Linked DNA regions of Sus scrofa: regions 1, 2 and 3 are each linked to region 4. The links are chromatin contacts, called in public HiChIP or PLAC-seq and promoter capture Hi-C maps. All regions are on one chromosome and are shown on one strand. The core of a region is the stretch at or near the end of the contact, and the rest is flanking DNA. Distances in the headings are between cores, read along the strand shown. Region 1 has its middle 22 kb from the start of PGM2. Region 2 overlaps RELL1 (RELT-like protein 1). Region 3 has its middle 45 kb from the start of PGM2. Region 4 holds the start of RELL1 (RELT-like protein 1).

Region 1 (3,089 bases), core at 214-2,713, 95 kb before region 4:
TAATGTAAAGGGAGTTCCCGTTGTGGCACAGTGGAAATGAATCTGACTAGGAGCCATGAGGTTGTGGGTTCCATCCCTGGCCTCACTCAGTGGGTTAAGTATCTGGCGTTACTGTGAACTAGGGTGTAGGTCGCAGATGTGGCTCAGAACTGGCGTTGCTGCGGCTGTGGCGTAGGCCAGCAGCTGTAGCTCTGATTCGACCCCTAGCCTGGGAAGCTCCATATGCTGCAGATGCGGCCCTTAAAAAGCCAAAAAAAAAAAAAAAAAAAAAAAGTAAATATTAAGAGACTGTTAATAAAATAACTTATGAGTACCTTGAAATATATTTTTCTCTTTTTTTCTACTATATTAGTTTTCTATTGCTGGATAACAAATTACCTGAGTTTAGCAGCTAAAAACCAATATTTTATATTCTTTTTATCATATTACATCTTTGAAATCTGATGAGCCTATTACACTGACATTTCATCGCAATTCAGACTAGCTTCAGTGCAAGTGCTCACTGCACACCTCTTAACATCCTTTCTGTGTGAAGACACACCATTTATAACAAGGACTATGGGGTCTGGCAATTTAGAGCTTCTTCTAGATCTCAGAAGCAAAAGATCGCAGGATAAATGCACCAGTGCTTGGCACTTGTGCCAACTCCATGTAATTCACTTTGTACCATCTTGGTTTTATAGGAGGCCCATGAATGATCTTAGCCAGATGACCTACCTCAAGATGGGGGAGCTGGGAACTCCAAGGTATGGTCTTAGTCTAGATATCGTGGGAGGATTCTGTCTAGAAAATATCAATGTTCCAAGACCTTGTTTCCTGATAGGCTTAAACTAAAGAAGTTTATACAAGGTACTGGGAGTTCCCGTCGTGGCGCAGTGGTTAACAAATCCGACTAGGAACCATGAGGTTGCGGGTTCGGTCCCTGCCCTTGCTCAGTGGGTTAAGGATCCGGCGTTGCCGTGAGCTGTGGTGTAGGTTGCAGACGTGGCTCGGATCTGGTGTTGCTGTAGCTCTGGCGTAGGCCAGTGGCTACAGCTCCGACTCGACCCCTAGCCTGGGAACCTCCATATGCCGCGGGAGCGGCCCAAGAAATAGCAACAACAACAACAACAAAAAAGACAAAAAAAAAAAAAAGACAAAAAAAAAAAAAGAAGTTTATACAAGGTACAGACAAGATTATTATTAATAGCTTATCGCATTTGTAGCAAAAGTGTTGCAAAATACAACCACAACTCATGAGTACACAGAAAATAGCTTCTGTAGTTCTGTAGCAGGTCTGTTTTTTCCGTCTCCACCTTGAAGACTGGTGATGGGAGTGTATATTGGAAAACAAGTGAACTAGGAAATGTACACACTCTAAGCTTCAGCATTTCCTCCTTAAGCATATAAGACGGAGCTGGAGTCTGCAGACTTTTTCTATAAAATCCAGAGAGTCAATATTTGGGGCTTTGTGAGCCAGAAGATTTTTGGCCCTGCTACTCAGATCTGCTGCTGTGCTTGGAAAGCAGCCACAGACAACGTAGAACTGAGTGAGTGTGTTTATTCCAATAACACTTTATTTGTACACATTGAAATATGAATTTCACATAATTTTCTCATGTCATAGATATTCTTGTTCTTTTTTTCAACCATTTCAAACATACAAATCATTCCCAGCTGTGGGCCATACAAAACCAAGCAGCACACTGTTCTCAAAGAACTACTGCACATGTATAGTAAGGGGCTCTTGCAGGAAAGTTCCAGCAGTGCAGCTCGTAATCACAACAAAATAAGTTCACCCCTGAAGCACAGACCGGAAGCAGTAGTTCGTGATATACTCATAGGGTGGAACACGCAGAGCCCTGAAAATACATGAACTACAGTTACATGTGTCAGTGTGAATGGATCTCAAACACTTAATACTGATCAAAAAAGCAAGTCACAGAAAAATTCATATAGCTGTATTAAAAAAAATTCAACAGGAGTTCCCATCATGGCGCAGTGGTTAACAAATCCGACTAGGAACCATGAGGTTGCAGGTTCGGTCCCTGCCCTTGCTCAGTGGGTTAACGATCCGGAGTTGCTGTGAGCTGTGGTGTAGGTTGCAGACACGGCTCCGATCCAGCGTTGCTGTGGCTCTGGCGTAGGCCAGTGGCTACAGCTCCAATTGGACCCCCAGCCTGGGAACCTCCATATGCCGCAGGAAGTAGCCCTAGAAAAGGCAAAAAAAAAAAAAAGAAAAAAAAAAATCAACAATACAAAGGTAATAAAACTACAAAGAAAGGCAAGGAAATTATAAACAATAATCCAAGAAAATGTTTCAGTTAGGAATGAGGAGAGATGGAGATACATGGGGAAGCACAAAGGAGCTTCCGAGGTACTGGACTTTTCCTATTTCCTAAATTTTCCTGCTGGGCATGTAGGAGTTCCTTTTATTCTCATGTTTTAAAGTGTATGTATAAAGAATATATGCTTATAAATGTATATTTTACTAAAATATAATCTAATATTTAAAAAAGCACCACTACTGAAAAATTGAAACTGGTAGAGTATTTATTACACAGATTTGCTTGCATGTTAGGGGTTTAGCAAATGAATCTTAGTTTTATAGGAAAGGGCGCCCTCTTCAGGCAATATGTCCAATGTTGTTAAAAATTTTGGATAAAAAATGCGGCCTTAAAAAATACCCCCTCCCCGAGGAGTTCCCTTCGTGGCTCAGTGGTTAACGAAACCGGCTAGGAACCGTGGGGTTTCGGGTTAGATCCCTGGCCTTGCTCAGTGGGTTGGGGATCTGGCATTGCCATATGCTGCAGGAGCGGCCCTAGAAAAGGCAAAAAGACAAAAAAACTCAAAAAACCTCCTCCCCAATCATCTACATCCCCTCCCTGAAACTCATAGAATCACAGGACTAAGAGGCACTTTGTGAGGTGTTTTATGTCTAATCTTAAACAGTACAAAGTATTTTATTTTTGGAAATCTCCAGGGAAGTATTTTTTTTTCTATTTTCACTTAATACTATGAAAATTTAATTAAAAAATCCTTGTTGCCTTTATTTCCTAATTTTTGTTTCTTACCAATTTCACAAGTCCCTTCAACTCCTTTCTTGGACG
Region 2 (3,014 bases), core at 271-2,770, 67 kb after region 4:
GAGCAGAGAAGTGCTGGCGACAGTCCCGTGCATGTCTCCGTGGTGACTGGAGTGGCGGAGCTGAGTGGGGGTGTCTGAGGGTCTTCCAGATGGAACTGCCTGGGGTGGAATCTGCTTTCCCATATTAACTCTGTGGTCTTGGGCAGGCTATTGAACCTGCAAGCCTCAGTTTCCTGTCTTTGACTCAGGGGGTTATTGGAAAGATGAGTTACTGCATCTGGAGCGCTTGGCACGGCAGTGCCTGGTACGTGGAAGGCACTCTGCAAATGTCAGCCACTCTCGTGATGAATCAGATGGTCTTTTTCTTCCTTAACCCCCTGTTCTTTGAGGTCTTGGTGTGAACGGTCCATCATCTGTTTAGGCTTCTAGTTTCTTAAAACATGGCTCTAATTTTTAAAGGGACCAGATGCTTTTTAACAAGGCACGCATATGTCCTAATCAAAGCTGTATTGTGGCTTCTGTGCAACCTTAACATAATAATGGAGTTAGAGCTTTGTCTTTATCATTAGAATGGCATTGTAAGCCATAAACTCTAGAGAGGAAGAGGATCTCTTCCTTCCAGACAATTTTTTTCCGAGGTTCTTCATTTCTCTCCATCAGTCTTGTTTTATGATGAAATGGTCACACTTGGGATTTCTTTTCTTCTTCTTCTTCTTTTATGTAATTAGAGTGCTTTTGAAAAATTGAAGGAGAGTTGATTTACAGAGTTGTATTTCTGGGGCACAGCAAAGAGATTCCATTCTTTTTAAAAATATTCTTTTCTATTATGATTTATCATAGGCTATTGAATCTAGTTTCTTGCACTAAACAGTAGAACCTTGTTGTTTATTCATCCTATAAGTAATAGCTTACATCTGCTAAACCCCAGCCTCCCACCCTATCCCTCCCCCAAGCCTCCGCACTTCCCCTGGGCAACCTCAAGTCTGTGTTCTCTATGTCTGTGAGTCTGTTTCATAAATAGGTTCATTTGTGTCATATTTTAGATTCCACATAAAACACTTGGGATTTCTGAGTTGTCTTTTCAATGTAAGGAAGTTTGGCTTCACTTCCCCCAGCCTGAGCACTCACTAGTGTAAGACAATAATCACCAAATTCTCCCCCTACCCTCACCCCCTAAAAAGATAGGTCAGCGTTATTAAATGTGGGGGGGCCCTATGGCAATGAGAACTGGAGAATAATTCGTTTTCTCCCCCTCTGGTCCATTGCTGCTAGATTTCTCTAGCATCTATGCCAGCTCCCTCCTGTTTTCTGACTGCTGTTTGCCCATACAGAAGGCACCATTTAGCATTAAAAGCTGTGGTAAAGAAATACTATTTTACAGCATGTGTTTGGTTGTGACTATGGTCATACTCACAGCAATAGAATGGAAGGAGAAGAAATTTAACAATGTCGAATGTACCATGACACAGTTCCGGAAACAAGGCTACCACTGGAAATTTACAGGCGTACAGAATGTGGTATCTTCTTTCCTCTTGGTTGTCACCCCAGTAAGATAGGTATTTACCTGGAAATAGATAGTTGCTGTGCTGGTCAAGTGCTCCCTGTTGTTAAGGGTGTGTTTGTGAAGAGCAAGAGCCCAGAGCTGTGAATCAGAGCTGGGGAGCTTTCGACAGAGCCCGAGAAAGGTTAACTTTCCTTTTTCTGCCTCGTGTCTGGTGTGAGCGATCCAGACTTGAAGCAGCTGTTTGTATCTGTCCCTTCCGCTTTCAAAGACACTGTGCACAGTGCAGTTTTAATTAGCCAAGGAAGGCCGTACAAAGAAAGCCAGTGTGATTGGATGATGGTCATGAAAACAATAGCTAACTTGGAGAAGGGTCTGGTATTAAGCACTGCACATACATCATCTTATGCAAAACCCCCAACGACCTTAGGAGGGAACTCTGTAGGGAGGCCGAGGCTTCACAGCTAGTCAGAGGGTGTGGATGTGGGGACAGGCCAATATCTCCGGATCCCTCCTTCGTAACCCAGCCCTCTGTCCTTCCTGCCCACTCCTGACCAGTGGTCAAACTTGTGCAAAGAACACTGGGAATTTCTACTGCGTTGGAATGAAGAGTCTGACTGTGATGAAAGACCCCAGTCTGGGCCTGACATCCTTTGCTCTTGACCTTCTTGTTTTCCTTGATACAAAAAAAGTCCAGGTCTAAGAGAGCAGGTGATAAAAAGAGAGAGAGAGAGAGAAAGACATAAAAATAGTTGAATACCTATTTTCTAGATAATGGCCTAGTTTGAAGTATTACTGGGAAAAGTCTCTCATCTTTTTAAACTTTTTTTTTTCTTTTAGGACAATTTGTCTATTTTTCCAGCTCTGGCCTTTCTACTTTTTTCCCTGATAGTGTCTTCCACATTAATCAACCCAGTATTCAAATGAACTTATTCCCACATTTGAGTTTGTTTGGTTTTTATGGTCCAAATTCATGGTTTAGCCGTGTAAGGTTGTGGCAATGCAGTACAGGGACTTAGTTATTCATTTATAATTAAGAACTTGGTTCATGCTGTTTTTTATTTTATTTTATGCGTTTTTTTTTTTTTTTTTTTTTTTTTAGGGCTGCAGGTGCAGCATATGGAAGTTCTCAGGCTAGCAGTCCAATCGGAGCTGTTGCTGCCGGCCTACACCACACCCACAGCAACACCAGATCTGAGCCACGTCTGTGACCTACACCACAGCTCAATCCCGGATCCTTAACCCACTGAGCAAGGCCAGGGATCAAACCCACATCCTCATGGATCCTTGTCCGGTTTGTTGCCACTGAGCTCTGCAGTGGAGCCATGACTGGTTCATGCTATTTTAGAGGGCAGCTCCTTTTCAGCTAAAGGGGAAAGCATCCTTTACCCACACATTTAGTTTGGGAAATCTCTCTCCCTCCTTCACACACACACACACACACACACACCCATTGTGAGTATTATAACTGTCAGCAGCAGTAAAGGATAACATGGATAATGTTAGACTACATATCCTGAAGGATGAGATATTTGTAAAGGATGTACTTGTCTGTAAAATAAGTACTTATTTG
Region 3 (3,056 bases), core at 371-2,870, 72 kb before region 4:
TACCCAGACCTTTAGGGTGTGGAGCCAGAATGCCCTTTCTCTGTGCTGCCAAGGTCCTTTCATCTTGGCATATATACTCAGGAACCGCAGGTCATATTTTAAAAGAATAAAGACCTATATATAAATCACCCTCCCAAAGAAAGCTGTGTTGAGCTAAGTTTTGCTTGAGGCTGAGAAGTCTCTTCATCTGAGGATCAGTGGCCCCCCTTGGGGCACCCCCACCCCAGGAAATTGCTGGGCTTTCCAGTCCAGATCCTTTCTGCCTTTACCTGTGTCTCAGCCTAGACAGCTTTGAAGGTCCAGAAGCAGTCATGAAAGAACCTACAAAGGAAGTTTCTAGAAGCTGTGGAGAAAGAGGACAGAGTGAAAAGCAGGTCATTTAATTATATTTTCCTTTGCCTTTGTTTCTCCTCCTTACTTATTCTCTTCATGAGCTGCTGTTACCGTGGAAAGGCTCTTGTCTCATCACAGAAGGAATCAGAAACTAGAAGGAAATTGAGAAGGCAAAGTGAGGATTTATTTAAGTGAGAAACAAGCCTCCAGAGGGAAGGCAGGCAGACAGGTGAGCAGTTGCCCTGCGTTTCTTTAGCAAGTGGGTTAGGAGGGGCATACAAATGAAGGGGCGGAGTATTCACTGGGGATCCTATACCCTGATTTTCTTTTTTTTAATTTAAAATGATTTTTATTTTCTCCATTATGGCTAGTTTACAGTGTTCTGTCAATTTTGTACTGTACAGCAGGGTGACCCAGTCACACATACATCTATACAGTCTCTTTCTCACATTATGCTCCTTCATGCCCCATCATAAGTGACCAGATAAAGTTCCCAGTGCTATACAGCAGGATCTCATTGCTCATCCATTCCCAGGGCAACAGTTTGCATCTATTAACCCCAAATTCCCAGTCCGTCCCACTCCCTCCCCTTCCCCCTTGTCATTTATCCAGATTTTCATTCCAGCTCCACCTTCCTGAAGGGGGGAGGGATTTTTGTCCTTATTTAACTTTGATTGGAAGTGTCCTGAGCCTTGGTCCTTAATGGAATTTTTTTATCTGTAAGGCTAATTTTATTGCAATGAGGAAGTAACGAGCAACAGGTTACATTTGAATGCTGGAGATTCCTGCCTTTTCCAACCTTTCTTTTTCTGCCTCCAGGACACTTACCACCTCAAATGTGTGGTTTCCAGTCAGTTCCTGCTTTTCTTTTTCTGCCATGAGACACCCCCCAATCCCTCACCCCTCCTTCTTTTTGCTGCCCTGGGACCCCCTGCTGTTTGCAAGATGCGTGGTTTCCTGCCAGTTGGCCTTTGGCCTCTGTTTCTCTGTTCACACCTACCTCTCTGCCTGCTGTAACACTGCCACAAAACTGTGGGAGGAGCAAAATCTCATCACCTTAAAATCCATCTAGATGGGACATGGTGGAGGGATTGAAATTACTATTTTTCTCTTTTGGCAGAAAATAAAAGCACCCAGGATAATCCAGGTGTGGAGGGCTGGTGTACATATGGAAGAGATCATAAAGCTCTAGAGTTTGTTTATATGGACATCTAAGTGCGTGGGAATCAGTGCAGAGTTTTGTTTTCTTTTTCTTTAGTTCAACCTGACGAATGGTCTTCCGAAGTGACCTCACCACATTTGCATAGTGCAAACTCTTCCTCTGATCAAGGTGCACGTCTCCATGGATGGGGTTGTGGGGAGACCACGAAGGACAGAGCAGTTCTTGTGGACCCAGTCGATGGTGTGGATAACATCTTTAGGAGGTTATAAAAGGTCATAACAAAACAATCATGCATTCTGACAGGGGTAAGCTGTAGGAGAAACTGTCCCAATAAGAAGGAAGAAAGGAGAGACCTCAGCCATGATGACTAAGCAAAGTCCAGCCAACTGCCCCTAACCACCCTCCCCCACACATCTGCTTCTGTGAACTTGTTTCCACACCTACTCCCTCGCCTGACCTCACTCCGGTCCAACCAGCCAAGCACGGACCCGGAAGAGGTAGCCCATAAAAGCCTTGTGAAACCCTTCTTCGGGGCTCAGACTCCGGAGAGCCATCTCCTCTGAGCCCGCCGGCAAAATAAACCTGAAGTCTCCAACTCTCCGAGTACTCGCTGGGTTTCTCGCCCCGTAAAAGAGCTGATCCACTGCAGCCACAGAGCTGCTGGAGCTGGGACACTACAGCCACAGGGCTGTCGCCAGAGCTGATAACGCTGCAGCACAGGGCTGCTGGGCAGCTGCTGTAACAAAACAACCATCCTCCCAGCCTTGAATCCCCTAATAAGGTTTCTAGGAGGCGCTGGTTCATCATTACCCTTTGAGAAAGGGTAGAATGGCATGTCTCCTCAGGGCAGCTTTTTCTTCTGGCAGCAATAATTGTTTAGTTCATTATTTGTATTCATTCAGACTCATTGACCTTCACATTATTTATCTATTTTTTTAATTTTTTTTTGGGGGGTCTTTTTAGGGTCGCACCCGAGGCATATGGAGGTTCCCAGGCTAGGGGTCCAATCGGAGCTGTAGCCGCCGGTCTACGCCTCAGTTACAGCAACAGGGGATCTGAGCCACATCTGCGACCTACACCACAGCTCATGGCAACGCGGGATCCTTAACCCACTGAGTGAGGCCAGGGATCAAACAGGCAACGTCTTGGTTACTAGTCCAAGACAATGGTTTGTTAACCATTGAGCCAACCTTCACATATTTTTAAACAAAAGAAACATTTTCAAATGGAGATCCGTCATGATTTTCTGTTTTTTTTTTTTTTTTTCTTCAGGGCCACACCTGCAGCATACAGAAGTTCCCAGGCTAGGGATCAAATCAGAGCTGCAGCTGCCAGCCTACACCACAGCCACAGCATCTCAGGATCCGAGCCATGTCTTCAAACCTACACCATAGCTCACAGCAATGGCAGATCCCCAACTCACAGAGCAAGGCCAAGGATTGAACCCATGTCCTCATGGATGCTAGTAGGGTTCATTACCACTGAGCCGCAATGGGAACTCCAGGATTTTCTTTATAAGCATTATGCATCACTGTAATTCTAGCTTTTTGCCACTGAGAAG
Region 4 (3,108 bases), core at 340-2,839:
TTGAAAAGATCTTGTGGTCCAAGCTTTTCGCTACATTCCAAGTTCCCAAACCAAAGCTGGCTTTATGGGTGTGTGACGGGTTCCGGGGGCCCTGTGCTTAGATAGGGTCCACACCAGGATATCAGCCACCCTGAAATTCATAATTTTTGAACAAAACCCCTTGCAATTTCATTTTACACAGGCTCTGCAAATTATGTACCTGGTTCTGGCTACAACTTATAATTTATAGTTTAATTTCTAGGGCAAGGACTCTTTTCTTCCCTTTTTCCTTCCTTCCACCTGCCTTCTCTCTCTCTCTTTTTCTTTCTCTCTCTCTCTCTCTTTTTTTTTTTTTTGTTAGAAATGCACTTGGACCTCTTTCTCCTGCAGCCATTCTGTTTTTATGCTGGTATAAAACTGCTTCACCTGCCAGACTGCAGGATGTGTGGATATCTGTGCACAGGACACACAGTGCGTGCCTTTGGCTTATAAGGGCAGAAAGCTGCATCCTTCAGCCCCAGCCTTCAGCCCCAGCCATCTGCGGCAGCCTGAGCTTCTGTCACTGGGAATTTCCAAATCAGTGCAAATGTTTATGAGCCTAATAGACTGTGCAGAGAACCCAGCAAGGAGATTTTCCTTGGAAAACCCGAGGCTAGCAGCCAAGGAAGAGCCTAGTTCTGTGAGAGCCCCCAGTGCCCACCCTCTCCCCTTGCTGGTATTCTTGAGTATTTGTTTAAGTTCTGACTACCTTGTTTAGAGTCTCTAAAGGGCAGTAAAGAGGGAACTACTCAGATCAAGACTCTGCGTCCAATCGCTGCTTGTGATGATGATTCAACTTTAAAACCCACTTCCGACCTTATTGAGTGAGCGCTGTCATGAGCTAGGCGGGGAGGGCGCAGCAGTGAGAAAACACAATGAAGACAAGGTAATTCTAATTTATCGCGGGGGCCCGGCCCCCGTGGGTTTACTCCCTAGCTTATGGAATAAGGCCACTACTCACCTCACAAAGCTGACGAGACGATACAAGTAAGTGACCAGGCACTTGAGTTACTTCGTGGGAGTATTTGCAAGGTGCAATGTAGGCACATGGTTTTTTAAAAAAGGCATTTCCCCTTCCGCCGGAGGTATGTAGAGTTTTTTTCCCCAATAGGAGCAGCTTAAATGGAAGAGAAGATAGGAAATTTACGTGATTTGGCTTTTCTCATTTTCAAACATTGAAACGACATATTGCACAGCGCCCCTCCCCGGACAAGTCACGGAGGAGAATGCCACCTGAATAGAGATGCCAACAGAGAAAAGAGATTGTGCTCATTCCAAAGCTGGCCTTGTTTGCCCATCCAGAGCTTCCTGACATGTTCCTGACAGAGCCCGCGTGGCTGGGAGGGGCTGGACCGAGTTTGGCGGGTCTTGGCCCGATGGGCGGGGCGAGGGGCGGGGCCACGGCCTATCTAGGCGGCGGGAGCCGAGGATTGACTGGTCGAGGAAGCCGGCGCGAAGGAGAGGCCGAGCCAGGCTGAGGTGGGCGGATCCGGGGGCGGGGTGACTAGTTGCACCTCCCACCCTTGCAGGCGGATCCCTGGGCTTGGCAGGGAGAGGCCCGACCGGGCCGAGGTGGGTGGGGCCTGAGGGGAGGGTACATTGGGGCGGGGTGTGCAGCGCGCGGGGGCTGGGCTCTGCCAGTCTGTCCGACCGCGGACTCGAGAGCTGCACACCCTATTGGAGCCCGGGACGCGGCACCCCGGGGGAGGAGGGCGAAGAGACGCGGGGATGGCTCTGCGGGGACTCCCGGGGTCCGCCGTCCTCGCCGCTGCTGTCTTCGTGGGAGGCGCCGTGAGTTCGCCACTCGTAGCCCCGGGTGAGTGCCTTGTCGCGGCCCGGGCGCGCCGGAGGAGGCCGGGGATCGGGACGGTAGTCCCGCTGTGCTCAGAGCTGGTCTTGTCCTGGCACAGCCTCGGGATCCCGGTGCTGAACCCCTGGCTGGGGACAGTGGCCCGGGCCGGGTGCGGCGCGTGGGGATGGCTCCCATCCCTCCCTTCCCGCCTGCCGGGCTCCCGCCTTCCCTCTTATCGCCGAGTCCCCCAAGGACCTGTAACCCCCCGCCCCCACTTCCGAGCTGTCTGGCGTGTAGGGACCCGAACCGCCCTTGCCTTTTTCCAGAGCCCTGCGCCTCGGAGCCCTGAGGACCCCTTTCCTGCCCTTGTCCTCTAAGGCCCTGCGAGCGGAAGATCGTGACACAGAGGACCCGGTGCTCTGTCGCCGCCTTCCTCACCTCTTCATTTTTTTTTTTTTTTAATTTTGAAAGTTGAGGAGTTCCAATTGTTTTCCTTTCAAAGTTTTCATTTATTTTAGTGATTGATAGATTCTTGTAACAGGTTGGGGATTTCTGAGTTCTGACCACACATCCTGAATAAATCAGGCTTGGAAAGTGGGAAGGCGTGTTTGTAAACTTACCTTTATTTTTTCCCTTTGAGTCGATTCCTGTCACCACAAAAGGAACCTTCTGTGGTCAGAGCAGGAAGCCACCAGCAGAGATGATAAAATGCTCTGCCCAGTGATGAAGTGGGAGCAGGAGTTTTTCACTAAAATCTCCGAGAAGGTGTACTTTTACCGGAGTCCTTTCTTGCATTCTTGTTTTTATACCTGTAGACACCGGGGATTCCTTACCACTGGTCCCCCTCTTAATTGCAGCCTTATAGCAGAGGTTAAAAAAAAATAGTAAACGCAGAGCTTCTTGGCCAATTGGGGTTACTACACCCTGGAATCATACGTCAGCAAGCTCTTCCAAGCTTGAGCAGCTCCTCTTCAGGTCCAAATAATAAGCTAGTAACTGGAAGCCTTCCAATAACTACCTCCATCATAAAAACACGTATACTGCTTTCGCTCTTGAGAAAATCCATTTGCTTACAGCTTTTAAACTGGCTTATCACTTTGGCCTTCACTTTTTCATAGAAACTAGAACATGTCAGGAAAGGAATGGGCTGGATCATATGTCTCCTGAGTCTTTATTAGCAGATCTGTATTTCCTTCAGCATCCACCCTGAGGAAATGGCCACTAGTGACATGTATTATTGGATAGGAGATTTTGGTTTTCAGCTGACATTTCATTACTGAGACAGGTAGTTGTGTAAT

What was found. Promoter capture Hi-C pulls out the DNA fragments that hold promoters and counts their contacts. HiChIP or PLAC-seq counts read pairs in DNA pulled down with a chosen protein or histone mark.
Region 1: a contact with region 4 is called in a promoter capture Hi-C map of liver, with 3 times the contacts expected there. The contact joins the enhancer-like site here to the promoter of RELL1 in region 4. A contact is called at or near these places in 1 of 5 promoter capture datasets (liver), 7 of 47 Hi-C or Micro-C datasets (embryonic fibroblasts, epiblast stem cells, fetal heart ventricle and 3 more) and 2 of 2 datasets of contacts at active chromatin or transcription factors (alveolar macrophages and skeletal muscle).
Region 2: an H3K27ac HiChIP or PLAC-seq map of skeletal muscle shows a contact between it and region 4. The contact joins the enhancer-like site here to the promoter of RELL1 in region 4. A contact is called at or near these places in 4 of 47 Hi-C or Micro-C datasets (embryonic fibroblasts, liver, skeletal muscle and 1 more) and 2 of 2 datasets of contacts at active chromatin or transcription factors (alveolar macrophages and skeletal muscle).
Region 3: a contact with region 4 is called in an H3K27ac HiChIP or PLAC-seq map of alveolar macrophages. The contact joins the enhancer-like site here to the promoter of RELL1 in region 4. A contact is called at or near these places in 6 of 47 Hi-C or Micro-C datasets (epiblast stem cells, liver, mesenchymal stem cells and 1 more) and 2 of 2 datasets of contacts at active chromatin or transcription factors (alveolar macrophages and skeletal muscle).

Annotation. Positions count from the first base shown.
Region 1 is chr8:29,283,750-29,286,838 of Sscrofa11.1, reverse strand. No RefSeq gene overlaps it. Among named protein-coding and RNA genes, the nearest start is that of PGM2, 22 kb to the left of the region's middle. Within about 2 kb of position 1,463, at least 5 of the 83 cell types and tissues checked have an H3K27ac peak or open chromatin away from gene starts, as enhancers often do. A contact at or near this core is called in liver, where this site is marked.
Region 2 is chr8:29,122,532-29,125,545 of Sscrofa11.1, reverse strand. The region is part of intron 6 of RELL1 (RELT-like protein 1); the gene reads left to right. Among named protein-coding and RNA genes, the nearest start is that of RELL1, 67 kb to the left of the region's middle. Within about 2 kb of position 1,520, at least 13 of the 83 cell types and tissues checked have an H3K27ac peak or open chromatin away from gene starts, as enhancers often do. A contact at or near this core is called in alveolar macrophages and skeletal muscle, where this site is marked.
Region 3 is chr8:29,261,330-29,264,385 of Sscrofa11.1, reverse strand. No RefSeq gene overlaps it. Among named protein-coding and RNA genes, the nearest start is that of PGM2, 45 kb to the left of the region's middle. Within about 2 kb of position 1,620, at least 22 of the 83 cell types and tissues checked have an H3K27ac peak or open chromatin away from gene starts, as enhancers often do. A contact at or near this core is called in alveolar macrophages and liver, where this site is marked.
Region 4 is chr8:29,189,072-29,192,179 of Sscrofa11.1, reverse strand. RELL1 (RELT-like protein 1) reads left to right here and starts at 1,589. Exons shown (of 7, transcript XM_013978589.2): 1 at 1,589-1,834. The coding sequence starts at 1,747. It overlaps LOC106504618 (a long non-coding RNA gene), which reads right to left and starts at 1,356. Exons shown (of 3, transcript XR_001298248.2): 1 at 1,252-1,356; 2 at 980-1,135.